3 separate regions of the Mus musculus genome follow, and all the other regions are linked to region 2. Evidence: chromatin contacts called from public ChIA-PET and HiChIP or PLAC-seq data. All regions are on one chromosome and are shown on one strand. Each heading gives the region's core, a stretch centred on a gene start, on an enhancer-like site or on the middle of the called end of the contact. The rest is flanking DNA. Distances are from core to core; before and after follow the strand shown. Region 1 overlaps Slc9a9 (solute carrier family 9 (sodium/hydrogen exchanger), member 9). Region 2 has its middle 6.1 kb from the start of Gm32018. Region 3 overlaps Slc9a9 (solute carrier family 9 (sodium/hydrogen exchanger), member 9).

Region 1 (3,569 bases), core at 708-3,207, 370 kb before region 2:
ATAGGGAACTGATTTTTTTCCCAGACAGTAAGCCACTTGTTCTAGTGCCCCATGGATTTAAATCTGTCTGTGTACTCGTGTATTAATTGTGTGTATGTTCTGGGACTCCTGCTCTTCACTTAGCTTTTGATCTTCAGTCATTAAATTATCTCAGCTTCATGGTTTATCTTAATATCCAATAGGTAAGGACTGGAGAGATGACTGATGGCTCAGTGGTTATGTGCACTGACTACCCTTCCAGAGGACCTAGGTTTGGTCCCCAGCATACACATTTCGCTAACAACCATCTGTAACTCCAACTCCCGAGGATCCAATGTCCTCTTCTAGCTTCCATAGATGCTGCAAGCATGTGGTACACAGAAAAATGTGCCTTCAGAGGCAAAACACCATATACATAAAATAAAAATAAATCTCAAAAATTAATATAGGTATATAAAAGTATATCTCCAATAGATCAATCTCCTACATCTACGCCTCATTTTAAAAGGCCCTCTGCTATCTGTAGTATTCATAGTTTTATAATTCTAAATGAATTGAAAATGATGTTGTTTCAAACAGAAAATAATTTGAGAATTATATCTCTATTTATTTAAGTCTTTTTACGGCCCTTAGTAAATTTTTATGATTATCTTCATACTAGACTTACAAATTACTTTTTAAGTATCTCTTTAGCTATTTTATATTGTGGTGTTCTACAAGGGATGGGGACTTGCTTGTCCATACACATCTAGATCTCACTCTCTTACTTCATTTACTCTTTGTGGTTCTGAAACACAGTACTGACCTGATACATAGGTTAAAGGACAGATGTTGCAATAGGCTACAAGGTCCACAAAGTCACGATTGAAGCATCAAAGGCACTCAGCCTGTATCTTTTGGGATGTGTGTGTGTGTGTGTGTGTGTGTGTGTACATGTACACACAAATACTTGGGTCAGAGATCTATATCCGGTGTCTTCTTCAATCTCTTTAATTCAATCTCACTGAATCTACAACTTACCTACTTGACTACACTGGCTGACCACCAAGTCCCATGGGTTCTCCTGTCTCTACCTCCTCAGTACAAGGATTACAGGATGCTGCTGTCCTCAGTTTTGTTTTGTTTTCTTTTGTTTTGGTCTTTTTTAAAAGATCTGGATTCTGAGGCACTGAAATCAGGTCTTCAGTCTACATACTGATTCTCCCAAGCCTTTTGAAACTTTGAATAAGTCAGTATAGCTCATCGGAGAAGCAAATTTCTCTACTGTGCATCCCCGGCTCCATGATAGAGTAGGAAGTTCCTCTGTACCTGACAGAATTCCTAGAGTTCCTTTCTGGCTACTGGTCAGGCTATCCCAGAACAGATCCATAGACCAAGTTAATAATCATCATGTATTTCATTAACCTGTAATTTGGTTTCCATATGTGCTAAGCTAAAAATTAAGACATGTGGATAGGAAAACAACCTAGTCTAGAGTAGAGGAATGTAGGAGTCATATGCTAGTACATCTGATTACCACCCATGCTCACTTCCAATGATAGCAATATATCAATGTAATTTAAGAAATCACACACACACACACACACACACACACACACACCACTCCATTGGATAACAGAGTCTTAAGCAAGGTGTTTCACCCTCCCTTACAAAAATAATTGGCAGCTTCTGCAGTCAGGTCCACCAAACCCTTTTCCTGGGATGCAAATCTTTAGGAGAGAGATAGGGAGATGTATAAGTTCTGGTACCTGTCCTTTGCAATAGCAGAACCTCATTCTATTCCTTCCTGCCAATGAAACTCTAGTAATGGTTTGGTACATTTTCTCCCCTGAGACTTACCGTGTATCCGTCCAATAAATTCCCTCTGGTGAAAGTAGCCAGGGTCTGTTTTGATTGCTCACAAAGAAGCCTAAACAGGATCAAGGAAATAATGATCTACAAGCCACCCACAAGTTGATGACAGACCAGGAAGGAAATGAGGTTCAAAGGCCCCACAGCCTTGAGTCAAGAGTACTTGGGGCCGTCTTATGCCAGGTGCATACTTAAGAGACAAACCAACAAACAAAAATCAAGCTTTTTATAGATAGTTTGCATGGTGCGCATGATCCTTGTCATTTCAGCTTCGTATTAGAATCATCACAAGCCCTCCAGGGGGAAGGGGCTTTCTCACTTCCATGTCTCCAACATTCTCTTCAGGTGTTACTAATTTGATGATGATCATTTGATTTATTTCCACCATCTTTCCCTTTGATTTTTTTTTTTTTTTTTTTTTTTTGCCACTTCAATGTCTGCCACAACCTCATCTCGGGTCTCTTGGAAACCACCTGCGAGCATTCAATAGTCACACAGAAGAACTTGGTTTTATAGGGGACAAGTGGCGTTTAGACATGCAAATGAAGGCTGGCATTTCTGTTCCTTGGAAGTTTGATGCTACTGGAAATACCACAACACGTGCAGTTGGGGAATCTTACTTAGGAAGACTGGACAGGTATAAAGTGCAAATGTGAAAAGCCTTCTGAGGAGAGGAGAGTGCACACATTGAGATGGGCAGTGGGGATTCTCCACATCACAGCGAGAAGAGCCCAGCAAGGAAGAATTTGTGAGGCTATGTGTGTCTGGCTTTCATAGCCAGCTGTGGAGGGAGCAGCCACTGTCTTCGGGCTCTTCAGCTGACTCACAGGAACTGGGACAAGCCATTCTTTTAATTGGCTCTTATCTCTTCACTGCTAGAGCAAAAGGGTTTCATTAGTTTCCAGGGAGAGACTCTGTCCACATACTGAATGTGACTTTTGAGGAAATGGCAGACCCAGACATGTTCTCTCCAAGAGATTTCTGGTATACCTGTGTTCCTGTCTTCTGATCAGTAGAGGTCTTCCCCATGCAGGGACCTACTTTCTAAAAGTCATTAGGTTACTAAGCCATTATTTTAGATTGAATATTGAAAATAATTCAGCAGCATTATGTATAGCATAATCCCTAATGAAATTGAATCCTGTCATAGGAGCTGATGTTCAGTTTATGAAGATAACCAAAAAGCACAGCTGGAAAGGTGATTTGAAAATTTATTTTTATAATCTCTTTCCCAGCTGAGACTTTGGGGGTCCAGTTTTTGCCAGAAGCAAACTTTCAGGACTGTCATTAAATACCAACGTGAGTGATTTCTAATGGCCACACTGACACGGTGTCTAATGATTCCCTGCTCCTAGGCTCAGCTAAAAGAAATTCAACTTCCAGTTTTAGATTCCCAGGGCCTATTTTATAGCCATGGAGAAAGGAGGGAGGGCATTGGCATACCTTGCTCTCTCACACACAATTTAAACAATATAGCACACTATTTATTCAGCTTAGAATGGTTTCTAAGAAAATAAACTTGTAAAATATGAAGGAAACCAGCTTTGATTGCTAAACAAAACCGAGGGACTTTGAAGTCTGAGCCTAGAGAGTAAAGGTTCCGGGACAGATACATAGGTAAACAACCATGCAAAGGTTAATGCTAGTCTTGATCTGGTCCATCCACTGAGAGAGCACCAAGGGGTGCAACGAAGATGCTCTCGGCACATCCAAGGAGCCCAACAGTGAAGCCATATCTG
Region 2 (3,734 bases), core at 872-3,371:
TCAGAGTCCTGAGCCATCTTGTCACCAAACTGGGCTGACCTGGAGCTAGCTGTCTGCAGTGAAGAAATTGACCCTGTGTGCCTGGCACTCTTTAGCACCTCCTGCCTGCTAGATCCACAAAGCAGACTCATCAGTTGGACAGAGAATCTCTGGTCCTCTAAGTGACTTTTTCTGAGGTCAGTGGAAGAGAGAGAAGGAAGCGTCTGCTTTGAAGGCCTGGATTCTGATGTCAGCACTGTGACCACCTCTAACTATCTCGTGTTTTTGCTTAAGCCCCATCCCCTCTCTGTTTCTGAGTCCCTCCCTCGTGGGTCAAATGAAGACAACAAGATTAAGTGATGTAACACATCTGACTCAGTTGTTATCAGCACTTAGAACTGAGACTTCAAAGCCCCACTCTTCCCTCCTTCCCTCTGCCCACATCTCAGAAAGTCAGTAAGAAAATCCTGGTTCTCACCCCTGTGGTATTTCAAGTCACACAAACCCTCTACTGTGCAGAAACCTTCACGAGACGTCATACAGTACCCATCAAACATCTCTAGCTTCCTGCTCACACTCTTAAGCCATTTTTTGATCTCCTCAGATCTACTGTGTTTTCTCCAGAAAGTGCCATGAACAAAGCTCTGCATTTCCTAAGGGGTGTGTGTGTATGTGTGTGTGTGTGTGTGTGTGTGTGTGTGTGTGTGTGTGTTTGTGTGTCTGTGTGTCTATGTGTATCTGTGTCTGTGTGTATGTGTGTCACTGTGTGAGAGAGAGAGAGATAATATCCAACTCAAATTCTGAGCCAGTTTTAAGGCAATGGGCTTTCCAGTCACAGCAGATGACCTCAGGCATCTGTGTCCCAGGGCTGTGCCACATAGGAGTGGAGTTTAAGCAGTACGACATGGAAAGCTGCATTTTCTAGAGGCCATAGTTGGAAAGTCAAAAGCAGCCAGGTGGAGTGGTGCACACCTTTAATCCCCACACCCAGGAGGCAGAGGCAGGAGGATCTCTGTGAGTTTGTGGCCAGCCTGGTCTACAGAGCAAGTTTTAGGTCAGTAAAGTGAAACCCTGTCTTACAAAATGACAAAAGAAAGTTTAAAAAAATCAATAGAAGACAAATTCTAACAATATAGTTTGTTTAGCCCAATATGTTCTAGAAATTCTCATTTCTACACTCAGCCATCTTTAAGTAACCATTGTGTGTCTCTGTTTTCCAAGCCAAACATCCAGAATTCGGGGAGCACCGGCAGCCAAACCCATCATGGCCTGAACCAACCTCACTTCAAGTGTTTAAAACACACATGTGCCAGACATGGTCTACCAGAAAAGGTTTGTGCCAGAAGCTCCCAAGGAAAGCATCAAGTTTTAAAACCAGCATTGTCTACGAGAGACTCATGATAGTCAAAAATAGAGGTGACATCCATTAGTAGCTGAATTCTCACTCAGTAAGAATCTAAAAGGTAGCCAGGCATGGTGGCAAATGTCTTTAATACCAGCATTCAGGAGGGAGAGGTAGGCAGATCTCTGTGAGTTGGGGGCCAGGCCAACCCAATCTACAAAGTAAGTTTCAAGACATCCAGGGCTATTACACAGAGAAACCCTATGGAAGTTAGCAGGGAGAGGGGGTAGGGAAGGATGAGATCAAACAGCAATGCTACAGATTCCAGATTCCAGGCCAGGTATGAGCACTGTGAACCTTGGAACTCTTTTGAATATATACATAGCTGTTTCCCTGAAAAGCACGGACCCCAAGAAGACTATAAGGTCAAAAATCAATGTCTTTGGTGTTTGCATCCACTCTTTTCCTCCTCTCCCACCCTCACTGCTTAAGCTCAGACATTCCTTTCTTTAATTACCTCTAGATGGTAGAGCAGTGTGTGGACTGACTGTCTATGCCCCGCCCTATTCATAAGAGCCCCAGGTGGTGGCATTAGGACTGGTCCTCCAGGAGATGAGGAAGCCAAGAGCAGCAGAGCTTGGAGTGAAATCCTTGCTCCTCTCAAAAAAACCACCGAGGCGCTCTTGCTTCTACCACATGACGACAAAGCAAGAAATTATCGGGTGCCTCTCTGAAGAGATCCGCAGCAGAACCCACCTACACCAGTACCCTGATGTCACACATCCTGTCTCCAGAATGCGTTTCTGTGGGTTGTATCCACAGGGGGTATGGCATTTGATTATAGAGCAGCAGTAAGAAGTCTAGACAGGAAGTGTGTGTTGATAGCACTCACTGTATCACGGGAATCCTAGATCTCCTAAAACGGGCATCTAAAATGAGGCATTTCCTGATCACTGGGATGCACTGTGTTCCCCTAACCCTCAATAGCCCTGTGATGAATCATCATTTTATTGCCATAGACAGACACCAACAACAAACCAGATTCAGAGAGGGTAAGCAAGCTGCTCTAGGTCAAACAATATATAAATGGCATGCTCAACATTTTAAGCCCACGTCTGCCCAATTCTGAGCCCCAATCTTGATAATCAAAAGAAGAAGATAAACAAATGGATTATAGCTAACGTCCCAGAAGGGAACTACCTACATATTCCTCATCTTAGTAAACCCAGAGAGTCAAGTTCAAATCTTAACTCTGCAGCTTGGAGAACTCTGATTTGCTCTGACATATTTGTTCAGACAAACAAAGTAAAATAAAGATGAGAATGTTTTCATCACGAATGGATAAGGTAAGATGATTGACTTTAAAAAGTACCTGCTGCTCCCATACATTGTGCTGCTCTCCATTTCTGACACTGGGGGATAGCTATAAGTTAGATGAACATCCAGCTCTCAGGAATACTGACAGTAAACAAGGAAAACTAACAAGGCCACCCCCAGGGATTGGTCAATGTCAAAAACTAGTGAAGACCTGGTATGGTAGAGCACATGTTTAATCCCAGCACTCAGAAGGCAGAGACAGGAGAATTTCTGTAAGTCTGAGGCCCTCAAGAGCTACATAGTGAGACCCTGTATCAAAAACCAATAAGTAAGAACAATAATTAAAGGAGACAGGGCGTGCAAACTGCTCGACCCTAGGCTTAGCACAAAGAGGGGATCGCTGTGAGACATAACATGGGCTTTGTTAACAAATGTCATTGGCTGGAAGCCAATATCCATTTCTTAATTCTCCTTGGAGACTGGGAAATCTACATCAAGGCACTGGCAGATTTTGTTCTGGTGAAAGTCCTCTTGCTGGTTGGAAGGTGGCCATCTCTGTGCTGTCCCCTCTCCAAAGAGGGCTCTGGGAGCTTCTTTTATAAGGATGCTAATTCTGCACACAAAGGCTCCACCCTCATAGCCTGATCACCTCCCCAAACCTCCATCTCCTTCTGCATCGCACGGAAGTTAGGATTTCAACATATGAAATTGGTAAACTCAAACATTCAGACTAAAGCCTTCTGCTCCTGACCCCCCAAAATCCATGTCTTTCTTCACTGTAAAGTGCATTCATCCCACCTTAACAGTTCCAAGAGCCTTAATTTATTCCAGCATCAACTCTAAACTCTAAAGGCCAAAGACTCTCGTCTAAATGGCATCTAAATTAGATGTGGATGAGACCCAAGGTGTGATTCATGCAAAAGCAAAACTCTCTCCAGCTGTGAGCCTGTAACACACTTCCTGAACTCAATAACAGGATAAGCAGAGGCTCGACATTTTCATTCCAAAAGGGGAAATTCAACAGAGAAAAGGGTATCACCCCCATATAAGTCCAAAACCTAGCAGATGTAACAGCAGTAGACCCTGGGGCTCCATA
Region 3 (3,228 bases), core at 582-3,081, 320 kb before region 2:
TTTATTTACGAGCACAGTCAATATTTGTTAATTGTCATGCTTACAAAAATACTACCTGAGTTCATCCCTTTAATTATCCTGTTGATTCTGTCTTTACCATTGCCAGGATCTCTACCTTCTTCAAAACAGGGATTTGTTTTTGTTTTTAATGTCATTCTTCCTCATGTTTGTTTCTCAGAAGTTTTCCCCAACAGTGTAAATGTTGTTAATCCAATTCCCCATCCAAAGGACACCATATTTTCCTCACGACTGACCAATCAGAGTGATTTGCTAAAGCAATTCACTTCTTATTGATTTTGCGATAACTGCCCTTGTAGATTAGTTCATTTCTTCCTTTAGGTTGTGGTCCCTTTACGTGCCACATGATCCCGTGGTCTGCGGTGTGTCAACTGAAGCCTCAGAAAACTTAGCAAAGGTTCCATTGAAAATCTGGCAAAGACAAAAAGCCACACCACCTTATGTCATTTGAGTTTGTGCTGCTGATGCCTCCAGTTCTGGAGGCTAGTTTCTCGGATGCATAGGTATTGCAAGCTCTTCTTGCCATCCTAGCCATTCTTGTATCAGTTCTGAACATTGCCCTACATTCTCGTGATAGTACTTAGCGTGCTCAATGATTTATTCCCCCCTCCTTGCCTTTTGAAGCATCTTTGGGGCAATTTTTGTTTTTAAAACCTAGTCCCCTTCCCTCAACTCAGCTAAATTCTTTTCTTCTTTTAAGGGGTTAGGGTACAACGGAAGCTCTATTTCCCTTCCCTCTGGAACCCTCTTCGGTTGCTTTGCTTCAGCCATGCGAGACACACGTAAATATTTACAGTGTCATTTATTCTTGCCTTGTGGTCCCGTAATTGTTTATAATTGTTCCATAATGGCTATTCAGTCAATAGGAACTAATTTTGGATGAAAATCTCAAAGGAATAGAAGAAAATACTTAAAGAAACCAACTGGCTTGTAAAGATTAGAGATGGTTCAACCTCATTGCTAATTACAAACTATAAGCTAAACAATAATAATGTCCCCAAGACTGAAAAAACTTAAAGTTGATCATACTATGTATTAGTAGAATTTCAGGGAAACAGCGAGTACACGTGGATATGGACGTGGTGGTGAGCAAGCCTCTTCTGGGAATGGTACCCTAGTGTAACGCAGATGGATCTCCTTATGATGAGGCCTGAGGAGCAGGGTCTTCACATGGCAAGGACCTGTGGGAATATTCATGCGGAATCTTCTGGTCTTTCCTGAGGAAATGCTTGGTTCACTTTTGCCTTGTGTTTGCATTCTTGATTTTGCTATCAGGACTCTTGGCTTTCATTTTGTCTGTGACAGACGTTTCCTCGGAACCAGAAAAAAGAAAGCTTGGACTATGACTTATTCTTGTTTGTCTCTGAGGATCATGGAAACGGAACATCACACTACTCTGTTTGTTAATAATGGTGTTGCGGCTGAGCCAATGAAAGACTTTAGTCTGAGTACATCAGCTAACATCTGGATGTTTCCTTCCTACTGGAACTTAGTTCTAACAACAATCTTACCATTGACTTGCTCTAAATAAAGACTAGATGACTATCAAAAGGTTCGAAAGTTCTTGCTGAATCATTGATTCCAAGACCTAATAGGAACATTCGGAGGCGAGCCAAGTAAGGAGAAGGAACTGACTCGGCATAGTAATTTGCTGAGCTCACTGGGCATTAGAAGAACCAGGTCTCCTGATTAAGATATGGAGAGATGCTAAGTGACAACAGTTAAATCAGAATTTCCTGGGTATATAATATATCACTTCTCTATACTGTAACCACAATCGCTACAAACCACAGTCACTGGGTTATGTGCCAGTGTGCTGGGTTAGATATCAATTGTTTGTTGAAGCTCTATTTCCTTTCTTGATACAGTTCATGGGTTAGCAGGAAACCACAGAGTTTGAGGAGGAGAAGGAAGAGGAGAATACAGTGTGCACATTAGTGTTAGATGTAGGAAGTTCTTAAAAGGGATTGTACACAAGAAAAAGGGAAAATGAAGGTAAACCTTTCAGCTCTGAGAAATAGGTGTATAAATAAAGGTGTCCTGAGTTGTCTCAGTGCCAGAGCATATGAGCTGCACTTCTTGATCCAAGTCTTCTTTTCTCTATGCCATGCATCTTCCTTTGGATTTTGAACTCCTCCGACAGGGCTGGACTCCTGCAGGGACGTGATGAGCTATATTGTTAGAAAATGTCATAGAATCAGTTGAAATGAGTCATAGGTAAAAATTTTCTTTAGTATATTTCAAGATAGTAACATTTTTGGAAACTCAAAATGGTACTGTTTTTATTAAATATATCTTTTTAGAGGAAGAGATCTTATATGGTTAGAAATATATAAAAATGGCTACTAAGAAGGCTCTATTAACAACAGTAAAAGATAACTCTTAAAGGAGACATTTTCACAGTGCTTGTTTAATTGTAAGTAATTTTATAAAAGAAATAAAATAAAAAGTTGCACACCAAAATTTTCTAAATGTAACTAATTAAATGTAGCACTTAATTGAAATTAAGCATTCATATCCCTAAGTGTTTATATTAGAAACCACAAAAGATTTAACTTTAATGAGGTAAGGTACCAGTGTGAGAGGTTAGGAAAAGGCTCTCTGTACAAACCTAAAGAATGCAGAACTCAGCAAAAAGAAAAGGAAGATAAAAGCAGAAATAAAAGAAATATAAGATAAAACAGCAATGGAGAAGAGCAGTGAGGTCAAAGTTGTTCCCTTGACAAAGCCAAGGAGACAGACCGTTCTAGTGAGTCAAAGAGAAAGAGTGAAAAGTCAACATACCCATAAAAGTAAATGAGGTCCATGGCAGAGGCTCCGTGGAGATAAAAAAGACAAGGAGCTCGTGAAAACACTATGCAAGCAAATCTGAAAGTTTAGATGAAATGGATAATTTTCTAGAAACATAAGCTCTGCAAGCTAGCTAAAAAGAAGAAGAAAGGAAATTGAAGCGGGAACTAAAACATCCGTCCACCAGAAACACAGCCAAGCTGCTTGTTTTCTTGGGTGAGTTTAATTTTATAAACATCTTTCAAAAGCAAAGACAAGGCAGGAATGCACCCACTGTTATCATCACAGAGATGGTACAATACACCAGAGATCAAACCTGTCAGCATCAGTGTCTTAGTTTCTTTTCTTGGTGCTGTGATGGACGAACTCCATTTATTCTGACTCAAAATTCAGGGATTCAGTCCAGGATGGCAGTGACGT

What was found. ChIA-PET counts read pairs in DNA pulled down with a chosen protein or histone mark. HiChIP or PLAC-seq counts read pairs in DNA pulled down with a chosen protein or histone mark.
Region 1: an H3K27ac HiChIP or PLAC-seq map of regulatory T cell precursor shows a contact between it and region 2, with 9 times the contacts expected there. The contact joins two enhancer-like sites. A contact is called at or near these places in 1 of 15 datasets of contacts at CTCF or cohesin (CD8 T cells) and 5 of 115 datasets of contacts at active chromatin or transcription factors (CD8 T cells, embryonic stem cells, large pre-B cells and 2 more).
Region 3: a contact with region 2 is called in an RNA polymerase II ChIA-PET map of memory CD8 T cells, with 6 read pairs. The contact joins two enhancer-like sites. A contact is called at or near these places in 1 of 484 Hi-C or Micro-C datasets (nephron progenitors) and 1 of 115 datasets of contacts at active chromatin or transcription factors (memory CD8 T cells).

Annotation. Positions count from the first base shown.
Region 1 is chr9:94,943,809-94,947,377 of GRCm38.p6, forward strand. All of the region lies in intron 8 of Slc9a9 (solute carrier family 9 (sodium/hydrogen exchanger), member 9), which reads left to right. Among named protein-coding and RNA genes, the nearest start is that of Mir7656, 190 kb to the left of the region's middle. Within about 2 kb of position 1,958, at least 24 of the 459 cell types and tissues checked have an H3K27ac peak or open chromatin away from gene starts, as enhancers often do. A contact at or near this core is called in CD8 T cells, memory CD8 T cells and regulatory T cell precursor, where this site is marked.
Region 2 is chr9:95,314,825-95,318,558 of GRCm38.p6, forward strand. No RefSeq gene overlaps it. Among named protein-coding and RNA genes, the nearest start is that of Gm32018, 6.1 kb to the left of the region's middle. Within about 2 kb of position 2,122, at least 32 of the 459 cell types and tissues checked have an H3K27ac peak or open chromatin away from gene starts, as enhancers often do. A contact at or near this core is called in CD8 T cells, memory CD8 T cells and regulatory T cell precursor, where this site is marked.
Region 3 is chr9:94,991,955-94,995,182 of GRCm38.p6, forward strand. All of the region lies in intron 9 of Slc9a9 (solute carrier family 9 (sodium/hydrogen exchanger), member 9), which reads left to right. Among named protein-coding and RNA genes, the nearest start is that of Mir7656, 240 kb to the left of the region's middle. Within about 2 kb of position 1,832, at least 23 of the 459 cell types and tissues checked have an H3K27ac peak or open chromatin away from gene starts, as enhancers often do. A contact at or near this core is called in memory CD8 T cells, where this site is marked.